2 separate regions of the Sus scrofa genome follow, and region 2 is linked to region 1. Evidence: chromatin contacts called from public HiChIP or PLAC-seq data. All regions are on one chromosome and are shown on one strand. Each heading gives the region's core, a stretch centred on a gene start, on an enhancer-like site or on the middle of the called end of the contact. The rest is flanking DNA. Distances are from core to core; before and after follow the strand shown.

Region 1 (5,335 bases), core at 1,613-4,112:
CCAAATTCAGTACTGTAGGCAATACATTCTTACAAATCCTTTTCCAAATATAAAATTACTAAAGTTTTACTCAAATGTTTTATTATTTTAGTCAACGAACATTTATGGAGTGTTTGCAAAATGTTACACAAAATGAACATTCTCATAGCTACTCTCAAAAATAACAATGAAGAAAGAGAAATGTAAATAAGACTAACAAAAAATTCTAAATAATAACGCAAACTTTTTATGGTCTTGGTTATGTAAACACTCTCCCATTCTTTTTTTTTAGGGCTTCTCCCACAGCATAGGGAGGTTCCCAGGCTAGGAGTCAAATCGGACCTACAGCTGCCAGCCTGCACCACAGCCAGAGCAAAAGGAGGATCCAGGCCAAGTCTGTTACCTATACCATAGCTCATGGCAACGTCGGATCCTTAGCCCATCAAGCAAGGCCAGGGGTTGAATCCGTGTCCTCACAGACACTAGTCAGGTTGGTTAACCACTGAGCCACAACGGGAACTCCTCTGTTTTTTTGTTTTTTTTTTTTTTCTTTTTTTTAAATTTCCCTATTTCGCATGCAATGGGTCTCCAAGCAATTTCTGACTACTTAAGGTTCCTGGGTGCAAGGAATCAGAAAGCCACACAAATCTGTTCAAATAAAACTGAACTTTTTGGCATTCCCATCGTGGCTCAGCAGAAGCAAATCTGACTAGCATCCATGAGGACACAGTTTTGATCCCTGACTTGGCTCAGTGGGTTAAGGATCTGGCATTGCCATGAGCTGTGGTATAGGTTGAAGATGTGGCCCGGAACCTGTGCTGCTGTGGCTGTAGTAGAGGCCAGTGGCTACAGCTCAGATTCAACCCCTAGCCTGGGAACCTCCATGTGCCTCGGGAGTGGCCCTAAAAAACAAACAAAAAAACCCCCTGAATTCTCTGAGCAGGCAGGAAGGAATTACCCAGAAACAAAGTCTAATACAGCTGGACCCCTGGCAAATGGATATTTCTTGAAAATGGGTCTCCCTTCTCTTTCACTCTGCATCAGGATATCCAGAAGGGTTACTCCAGAAATTGATGTGTATCTGTCATTAATGTAAATATTTAAAAGGTAGTCCATATTTCCCTTGGAGTATGACCTCATACTGCCTCACTTGCAGCTTCTCAGTAGCTAGCTAGCTGCTATCTTCAGTATAAATCTGACTCCTAAACTTTTTTTTTTTTTCTTTTGGTCTTCTTAAGGACGTACCTGCAGCATATGGAGGTTCCCAGGCTAGGGGTCTAACTGGAGCTACAGCTGCTGGTCTACACCACAGCCACAGCAACACCAAGTCCAAGCTGCATCTGTGACCTATACCACAGCTCACGGCAATGCCGGATACTTAACCCACTGAGCAAGGCCAGGGATCGAACTTGCATCCTCATGGATCCTAGTCAGATTCGTTTCTGCTGGGCCACGACAGGAACTCCACTAAACTTAAACTTTAATAATCTTCCCTCTCCTCATCTATCATCCTTATTTCATAACACTCCCCCAGCCCCCTCCTTACCCGCCCTCAATTTCCAGACCTTTCTACCTCTTGTCATTAAACTGCTAGCACTTTAATGTCCTATACATTATATTGAACTGCTTACTTTTGGTTCCATAAGTGTAGTCAGGTCTATTCTGGATATAACTGGGAAGAAGGAAAAAGATGGCAAGTAGTGCAATTCTCTCGCTGAACGCCTGCCTGCAGGCCTAGCCGCTCACTGAGAGCTGGTTCACCCCTGAGCTTTCCTCCATCCCCATGAAATCAGATCAGGGAAGATCTGAAACCCATTCATCCCAAATGAAAATACTCCATAGCTTCCATTTCATCTACCTCTCCTAAAGACATTTGCATTTTTTCATGAATCAAAGTTGTAATAATTTTTAAATAAAGTAATGATGCTAGAATTTCCATCATCGGCCAGTAGAAAACTGCTATTATTGGGAAGGCAGGTGAAGACCTTTCAAATGCCTCCTACTGCAAACCATATTCAGCCCTCGTAAAAGGCTGACCTTGGCTGCACTCTGGTTGTCATGAAAGTGTATATTGCACTGATGAATAAACTGAATTTTTCATAAAGCTGGCTCTTATTGCAGCTGCCAAGGCAGGGCTGCAAAGCTACCCACCAACACACATCTCAGAATGAATTTCCACAAGAGGCCGGAGATGATTAAATAATTTTTGTCGAACAGCATTTGAAATTGTGCTTTTATCTATCTTCTTTATCATAGTCGACAGAGAACTGATTCCACCCTCTGAGAAAAGAATCATGTGGCATTTGAAGGAAGTTGAGAGGCATACATTAGCACAAAAAACCCATCCTGCCCCATGTGTCAGGCACACTCATCTTAGAAGCCTCAGCAAGTGCTTTGTCTTTCAGCTCTTCCAAGTGCTATTTTTTTAAAAGCATCCAGATGTCTATCCTAAAGGCAGTTATTTCCTTAAAGTTCATAAAGAATTGGAGATGAAGGAAAAATACATTTTAACATTTGGATGTTTGTCCCCTGGCAATAGAAGTTAAAAGTTAAATTGCACTAAACTCTAAAATCTATCTGGGGACGGCACTGTGTATAGCTTTAGTCAGTGACATTAGGAAACCCATGTTAGTCCAAAAAATCTGCACAAATCCTTACGTTTTCTTCTGAGACTTAGTCAATGCCTCCGTAATGGGTGAATATATGTCTCCTTGGCTAGACTAGAGTGTCCAGTTCTATCAAACATGAGCCTAGATGTTTCTACAAAGATATTGATTCATATCTTCAATCAACTGACTTTGAGATCACCCTGGATGATGTGAGTGGGAGTCATCCAACCGGCTAGAAGCCAACAAAGCAAAAACTGAGGTTTACTAGAGAAAAACGGAATTCTGCCTCCTGATGGCAGCATCACGCTGCCTGGGTCTCCAGTCTGCCAGCCTGCCGTGCAAATTTCAGACTCTCCAGCTCCCACAATCTTGTGACCAGTCCTTGAAGGAAACCTTTTTACAGGTGACAGCTAGATGGGCAGACCATCTCCTACTGGTTCCGTTTCTCTGGAAAAGCCTGAGCAATCCACCATCCTGTGCCAGAATAGTGATGAATGTACGTCCCACATCAGATAGTTTTTGCAAGGGTCAGTGCTCTGGGAATATATTTAGGTATGCTATTTTAGTGAAGAGATTATATACTGCCTTAAATCAGCGTTTTCAAGCCATCATCCCAGAGTCCTAAACAAACTGCCTAAGAGACTCAAGTGGCCAGAAGAAGCAGGAAGCTGCTTCCACAGGTTCCTTTGTCATTTTCAGATGATCTTGAAAGATCTGGTTCATCACTGCTGATGCTGCATGCTTTGATCAGAGAAATTAGAATCAGGCAGATGGAGTTTATGTACCACAAACCTGACACAAAGGCGCCGGTTAATTTTTACATGCTTTCTGCAGTGTTTATAAGAGGAGTGTGCGCCTCCACTCCACTGGCTTTAGCTTTGCTTTTCTGCCATCATGATTATAACAGACTTGTCTCCTTCGCCCCATTTAGATCATCGCAGTCAGACATACCAGTGAAAGAGCCTCGTTTACCCTTCCAAAGAGCATACTTAAGTGGTTACATTCCACGCAGTAGTTTCTCTCTAGCTGATAACGCCTGTGAACATTCTACATGAAAACTGGGAGTTGTAGATGCCTCCGAGGAGAGCAACCCCCATTTCCTAGAAGACAGAGCCACCACCTATCCTCATGTAAAGATAAACTGACACATCCAACAAGTGTTTTCTCTGTCAGCCCCTCACACCTCACTGAGTTCTCACCTTGCTACCTTGTACGATGTGCCATGTTTCGGGGTACCATGATTTCTGGGCCTAAATCCACATCTATGGTTTTATAAAGCCAGGCTGGGACTCTAGATAATTCACTTGAAGTGAATGAAGGGACTTTTCGCTTCAAAAGAATCTGATGTTTTATATTCTCTTTGTAAATGTAGACTTTTGCTGGCTTTGCTCAAAGCTGGGGACAGGTGTGTTTTAATAAACTATGACCTCAGCTTACACTGTGAGCCCCCTGATACCTAATTGATCATTCTAGCAATATTCATTCCATAACCAGCACCACAATCACCACAAGTGCACTGATGTCTTTTCGGAGTGAGCGTTTCACCCAGGACTCCTGGGAAGATTAAGCAGCACAGCCCCTGCCATGCTGTTATTATTATGTCACAAGCAGGAGGCCATGAGGCCAGCACTTCTTCCAATTTTTTCTTGTGCTTTCACACACATTTTTTTTTCTCTTTCTTTCTTTCTTGCTTGCTTTCCAGGGCCACACCCGCAGTACACGGAGGCTCAGCTAGGGTTCCAATCCAAGCTACAGCCACTGGCCTGCACTATAGCCACAGCAACATCAGCTCCAAGTCAAGTCTGCAACCCACACCACAGCTCATGGCAACACCAGATCCTCAACCCACTGAGTGAGGCCAAGGATCAAACCCGCAACCTCACAGTTCCCAGTTGGATTCGTTTCCACTGCTCAACTGTGGGAACTCCCATTATCTTATTTAATACTCACCACATCCTATCCTTTTAGCTTACAGCTGAGGATCTGGTCCCCTAAAGAGAATCTGTGACTCGTCTGCCAGGACCTAATTGACCAGAGGAGTCAGGGCATCACATGACTCCTGGGCAGGGTCTTCCTGGTGTGACCATCCCTCACTCCACAGCCCTGATGCTTATCCAGGCTCTGCCCGGGTGCCTCACCTATTCACGCCCCACTCGAGGGCTCTCTGGAAAGGGGTCTCCTGCCCCGAGGCCTCTTTCCTCCCTGTGGGCAGTGGAGGGGGTTCTGCACAGCCATGTCTTTATTCTATCAGCTCTAAGGTGTTATTCTAAGAACCAGCTCTATGCCAGCAACACCTGGGAGACAAGCCAGAATAAAGACGGACTGACTAAAGGCAAACAACAGGGACTTTTCAGTCACAGACTCACATAGAAGAAACTAACCCCACAGCAAGGCCACCAGCAGGTTCCCAAAGAGCACAGAGAACAATATAGAGACTGAGACCTACTGGTGTGGAGAGATCCGCTTAGGACACTCTGCTAAGTGGAAAGAGCAAAATACAAAGTGGCAGTTACAGCACAATTGGTTTTATAAATAGAGTAAAAATGTCTGAAAGAGAGAATGGGAGTTCCCATTGTGGCACAGCAGAAACAAATGTGACTAGGAACCATGAGATTGAAGGTTCAATGTCTGGCCTAGCTCAGTGAGTTAAGGATACGGCGTCACCGTGAGCTGTGGCATATGTCACAGATGGGGCTCAGATCTGGCGTTGCTGTGGCTGTGGTGTAGGCCAGCAGCTGTAGCTCCCA
Region 2 (5,335 bases), core at 899-3,398, 260 kb after region 1:
ACATGTTTTATTTTAAAACAAAACAAAACATGTTACTTTTTAACATTTTTTCCTTTTAGTCCAATCACATAAATTTATGCCCTCATTTTGGGTTGAGGAAGCAGAACCACATTTAAAGCCAGTCAAGATGATGTGTTGGCCAGGGTAGAGAAACAGAACCTACAGGATGTGTGTATGGGGAGAGATTTAAGGAATTGGCTCACATGATTGTGGAGGCCTGGCAGGTCCAAAATCTGTAGGGTGGGACAGCAGGCTAGGGACCCAGGGGAGCCATCAGGTGGCCAAATTTCTTCTTCTCAGAAGGTCAGTCTTTTCCTGTTAAGGGCCTCAACTAATTGGTGAGGCCTCCACATAATGGAGGGTAATCCAATTTACTCAAAGTCTGTTAAACATTGATTTAAATGAAAATCCCATCCAAAGAACATCCTCACGAACATATAGGATAATGTCTGACCACATAGCTGGGCACCATGGCCCAGCAAGGCTGACACATAAAATGAACTATCACAATATGCTTGAGAGCTTCTTAAATCATAACTTCTGTGCTTTTCAAAAAGTGGCCTCTAACCCAGTTTCCAGGGACATGCAGCTAAGCCCGAACACTGCGGGCGCACCTCAGGCCCCACCAGCCCTTCCCAAGAACCCTTGGAAACCTAATCTCTGGACCACCCTCATTCCCCATCTTTAGTTCTGCCTCAGAGAGACCATGGCAAACACTTTTATCACTTACTTTAATTTCTTTATGTAGTCACCTGATGGTTGACCATGCTTTATCAATTCCCTTTTAAATCTCTTAAAATGTGTCTCCCTCTTTCTATTCCTCTGCTCTTGCACCCATGTGGACCCTCAGCACCTGGGGTCTCTCCTGCTATGTACACTAATGTCCACTCTGCCTGCTCCAACATAACCTGCCCAGGACAGAGCTATCATCTAAAATATCCATGCGAACATGTCACTATCCTGTTGAACACCTTCCATTAGTTCAGAGCCTTCCAGCTCTGAACTTCTCAGCATTGTCCATACTCCAGTCTTTTCTTGCACATTCCAAATGTGTCTTACACCCCATTGTAGGTTCAGTTGTATCCCCCTAAAAAGACATGTTGGCACCCTAACTACCAGGACCTGAGGATGTGACTTATTTGGAGGGAGGGTCTTTAATAGGTCATCAAGTTTAAATGAGATCATCAGGGGGAGCCCTACTCCAACAGACTGGTGTTCTTACAGAAATGGGAAGTGTGGACAGGGAGAAAGACATCCACAGAGGGAAGATAAGGAAGAAGGCAGAGATCAGGGTCACCCATCTCTAAGCCAAGAGTCATCGGAGATGATCAGGAAACCACCAGTGGCTAAGATGCAAGACACAGACTGTCTTTCACAGCCTCAGAAGAAAATGGCCCTGCCAACACCTTAATCTTGTAATTCCAGCCACCAGGACCGGGAGAGAACAGACTTGTTGGGTAAGCACCTAGTCTGTGTTCTTGGTTACTGCAGCCACAGCAAAAGAAAACTCCCCATTCTGGCAGACTTTCCATTTCTCAAATGCCCGCACAGTGTCATGGCTCCAGGACAGTGATCATGTCACTTTCTGGGCTTGGACATCCTTTTCTTCCTTGACCTTCCAGCAAATCCCTACTCTTTCAGCCTCAATTCCCAGCCTGCAATTCTCTTGCAGGGCTGAGAACTTTAAGCTCTTTGCCCACCCGCCAATGTCAGGCTGACCTCTGCCAAGGCACAGAGGAGGTGGGCTGCTGGGTCAGATGTCCAGGCTGCTGTATCACCAGCAACCCAGCTGTGCTCTGCTGCTCCTCCCTTTCTCCAAATGGACAGTAAGTGGACTTGGCCCCTGCCAGTTCTGTCCCTCCATGTGTGCCTAAAGCTGCTGCCCGTCTTAACCACAGGACTCTGGCAAGATGACAAGACTTGGATTTCGATGCTCGTGGAAGGTGGGATCCTCATCTCCTCAAAGGGGCTACTGTGAGTGGCTAAGAACACAGATCTCAGAAGACCAAAACTGAATGCTAGAAAATGACAGCGTATCTGAAATTATGACTGTGTCAGAAATTACGGGCTATCCAGCCACAGTGCCCATAAGAAAGTTCAGCCTGGGATGCTGGCCTGGGAGCACCCCGTCCTAAGCAGCAGGAGGTGTGAGCAGCTGACTGCTCACTTTCTGTCCTGCCTGGTTTCTTCTGCAGCAGTTAAGAATGGTCCAGACTTACTACCACCGGAACAGAAACAAGACAGCAACAGTAATAGTTATTATTGTTCACATTAATTTTACAACTATTTGCAAGTTGCGTCAACCATAAAATGGTAATCACTTGATTAATATGAAGAAAAAGTTCCAAAGTAAAGAAAAAGACACTGACATTGTATTGAAAGGAAAGGGATCTGTCTTCCAAAGAGATGATTTTAAGTTTTGATGTTTAAGTACTGCTCTCTCACTTCAACTTGAAATGTCACAGGCTGTAAACGCTGCCAGTGGTTTGGCTCTGATGCCTTGAGAAGTTTGAGGACAGAACTTAGGCAGCGGGAAGAAAATGAAGGTGGTGAGTCAGTGGTGAGTCACTCTGTGCAGCTCCTTACACACCCTCAGGGCCAGCAGTCAACTGGCTTTTTCCACCCTGCTTCTTTTTTCCTAAGTGACCTTAGCATGAATCACGGCGGGTGGTCTGCATTCAGACAAAGGAACTCTTGGTCACAATGAACAAAACATTTCTTTAACTTCTCAAAAGACCCTTTAAAATATGTGGCAGGCATTTAATTTGGATGTTTGTTGGTTCCCAGCGGTGCCACTTTCCTCCTAGGGAGGTCTGCAACCCAGAAGGGATCAGGGAAGGGCTTGTGCCTCAGCTGAGGACGGGCAGGCAGAGTGCTCCAGCAACGTACTTGTGTACTGGGGGGACCTAAGCAAGAGGGCTGCACCTGCAGCCTCATACTCTGCTTGGGAGCCTTGTGTCCTAGGCTGGGCAGTGCTCTCCCAAATGCACACCCCCAGGACCTCAGCACACGACCTTACTTGGAAATAGGATCTCAGATACATCAAGTGAAGATGAGGCCCCTCTGGGCTAGGATAAGCCCTAATGCAAAGGCTGGTGTCCTCATATGCAGGGAATGTAGACAGACACACAGGGTCCGAGGGAAGGGGGAGGCAGAGACAGCAGTGATGTATCCGAAAGACAAGGACACTGAGGATGGCCCACAGCGCCCAGAAGCTGGAAGCAGCAGAAAGGACCCTCCCCAGAGACTCTGCAGAACCATGGCCCTGCTGCTGCCTTGTTTTGGGGCTTCAGCCATCAGAACTGAGAGGTTAAATGTTTGTTGTTTCATGCCACCAAGTCTGTGCAATTTGTTGCAACAGCTCTAGAAAATGAGTCCACGCTGTGACCTTTGTTCCAGAGGCCTCGAGGCCACTGGGTCTTTCTAAGAGGCTGATGGGGCAGGCACCTCACTTTGAGGGCTGCCTCACAGCAGCCTGGGGAGCCGCTGCCGGCCCGGGAACAGGTGGTCACACTGCTTCTGGCTCACAGCAAAATGGTTAATAAAGCACTAACTCAGGAGGAGCTCAAGGGACATCCAAAAAGGTTGTTTGCATCCATTTTAAAGATCAATATGATTTTTTTTTCCCTGAAGATTTGAGGGGTGTCACGAAACATGTTTCTACAATATTTTCTCAGTCTCTTTGCTGAAAACTCCATCTTGTCCTGCTTTACTTTATCCCATCTTCCTGCTTGAAAAACCGTCCCAGTGCTGGTGAATGACTTAAGCTTAAGAACAAAGACCTAAAGGCATAAGTTATTCATAGGGTCAGCTGAATGAAGACATAATGCATTGGTCTAGGTACGCGGACCTGTGCAGATAGGCACGCCATTTGCACAAGCATGATATGTCCTCTAAAGAATAAGAGGAAGATGAGCCTCATGGCCCCAAGGTGTTTATGAGGGGTCGTTAGCAGGATATGCATTAGCAAGGAGAATCAAGGTGCAAACCTAGGCACTCCGGGTTGCTGCAGATAGGCACACCATCTGCAGAAGCACAATGGTGATTCTCTAGAATGCTATGCATAGATAGCTGATGCCAAGCTTCCTCAATGCTAATGATTATTAAATGCCTAAAGGTCAGAATAAAAGCTTAATCAGCAACCAGCTATGTGACTTAAAATAACTTTAAGGAGTTCCCATCGTGGCGCATTGGTTGACGAATCCGGCTAGGAACCATGAGGTTGCGGGTTCGATCCCTGCCCTTGCTCAGTGGGCCGACGATCCAGCGTTGCTGTGAGCCATGGTGTAGGTTGCAGACGCGGCGCAGATCCCACGTTGCTGTGGCTCTGGTGTAGGCCGGCAGCTACAGCTCTGATTAGACCCCTAGCCTGGGAACCTCCATATGCTGTGGGAGCAGCCCAAGTAATGGCAAAAAGTCCTCTACTTAAAAGAGACACGTGCACCCGCATGTTCATTGCAGCCTATTCACAATAGCCAGGACATGGAAACAACCCAAATGTCCATCGACAGATGATTGGATTCAGAAGATGTGGTATATATACACAATGGAATACTATTCAGCCATAAAAAAGGATGACATAATGCCATTTGCAGCAACATGGATGGAACTAGAGAATCTCATCCTGAGTGAAATGAGCCAGAAAGACAAAGACAAATACCATATGATATCACTTATAACTGGAATCTAATATCCAGCACAAATGAACATCTCCTCAGAAAAGAAAATCATGGACTTGGAGAAGAGACTTGTGGCTGCCTGATGGGAGCTTGGGCTTATCAGACACAACTTAGAATAGATTTACAAGGAGATCCTTCTGAATAGCATTGAGAACTTTGTCTAGATACTCATGTTGCAACAGAAGAAAGGGTGGGGGAAAAATGTAATTGTAATGTATACATGTAAGGATAACCTGACCCCCTTGCTGTACAGTGGGAAAATAAAAAATATATATATAAAAAAAGAAAAGAAATGGCAAAAAGACAAAAAAAATAAATTAAATGAAATGAAAATAACTTTAAAAAGCCTATATCCTGCACCTACAACCCCGTCCTCACTTGACATAATCCTCAAGAGCACAATAAAAACAAGTGTGGTTTCTTGAGGGGGTGCCCTTTGTCCCTGAGACCTTGAGTCCCCCAGTTCCCACCTTTACTTAAGATAAATGTCTCTGTGTCTTGTTTCATGTTAACTTTTTTCCTTAAGTTTCACAGCACCCGTTCTTCAGCCCCATCCTGCTGAGCTGGTCTCGGCAGAGGGGGAAAGTGGAAGTGAACTTTACCAGATCTTCTCAACTGCAGCAGGGTAACTGGTCTTAGGACATTAAAAGATACTG

What was found. HiChIP or PLAC-seq counts read pairs in DNA pulled down with a chosen protein or histone mark.
Region 2: an H3K27ac HiChIP or PLAC-seq map of alveolar macrophages shows a contact between it and region 1. The contact joins two enhancer-like sites.

What each region holds. Positions count from the first base shown.
Region 1 is chr1:147,554,944-147,560,278 of Sscrofa11.1, forward strand. No RefSeq gene overlaps it. Among named protein-coding and RNA genes, the nearest start is that of GALR1, 91 kb to the left of the region's middle. Within about 2 kb of position 2,863, at least 4 of the 83 cell types and tissues checked have an H3K27ac peak or open chromatin away from gene starts, as enhancers often do. A contact at or near this core is called in alveolar macrophages, where this site is marked.
Region 2 is chr1:147,817,148-147,822,482 of Sscrofa11.1, forward strand. All of the region lies in intron 1 of LOC106509046 (a long non-coding RNA gene), which reads right to left. Among named protein-coding and RNA genes, the nearest start is that of ZNF236, 38 kb to the left of the region's middle. Within about 2 kb of position 2,149, at least 28 of the 83 cell types and tissues checked have an H3K27ac peak or open chromatin away from gene starts, as enhancers often do. A contact at or near this core is called in alveolar macrophages, where this site is marked.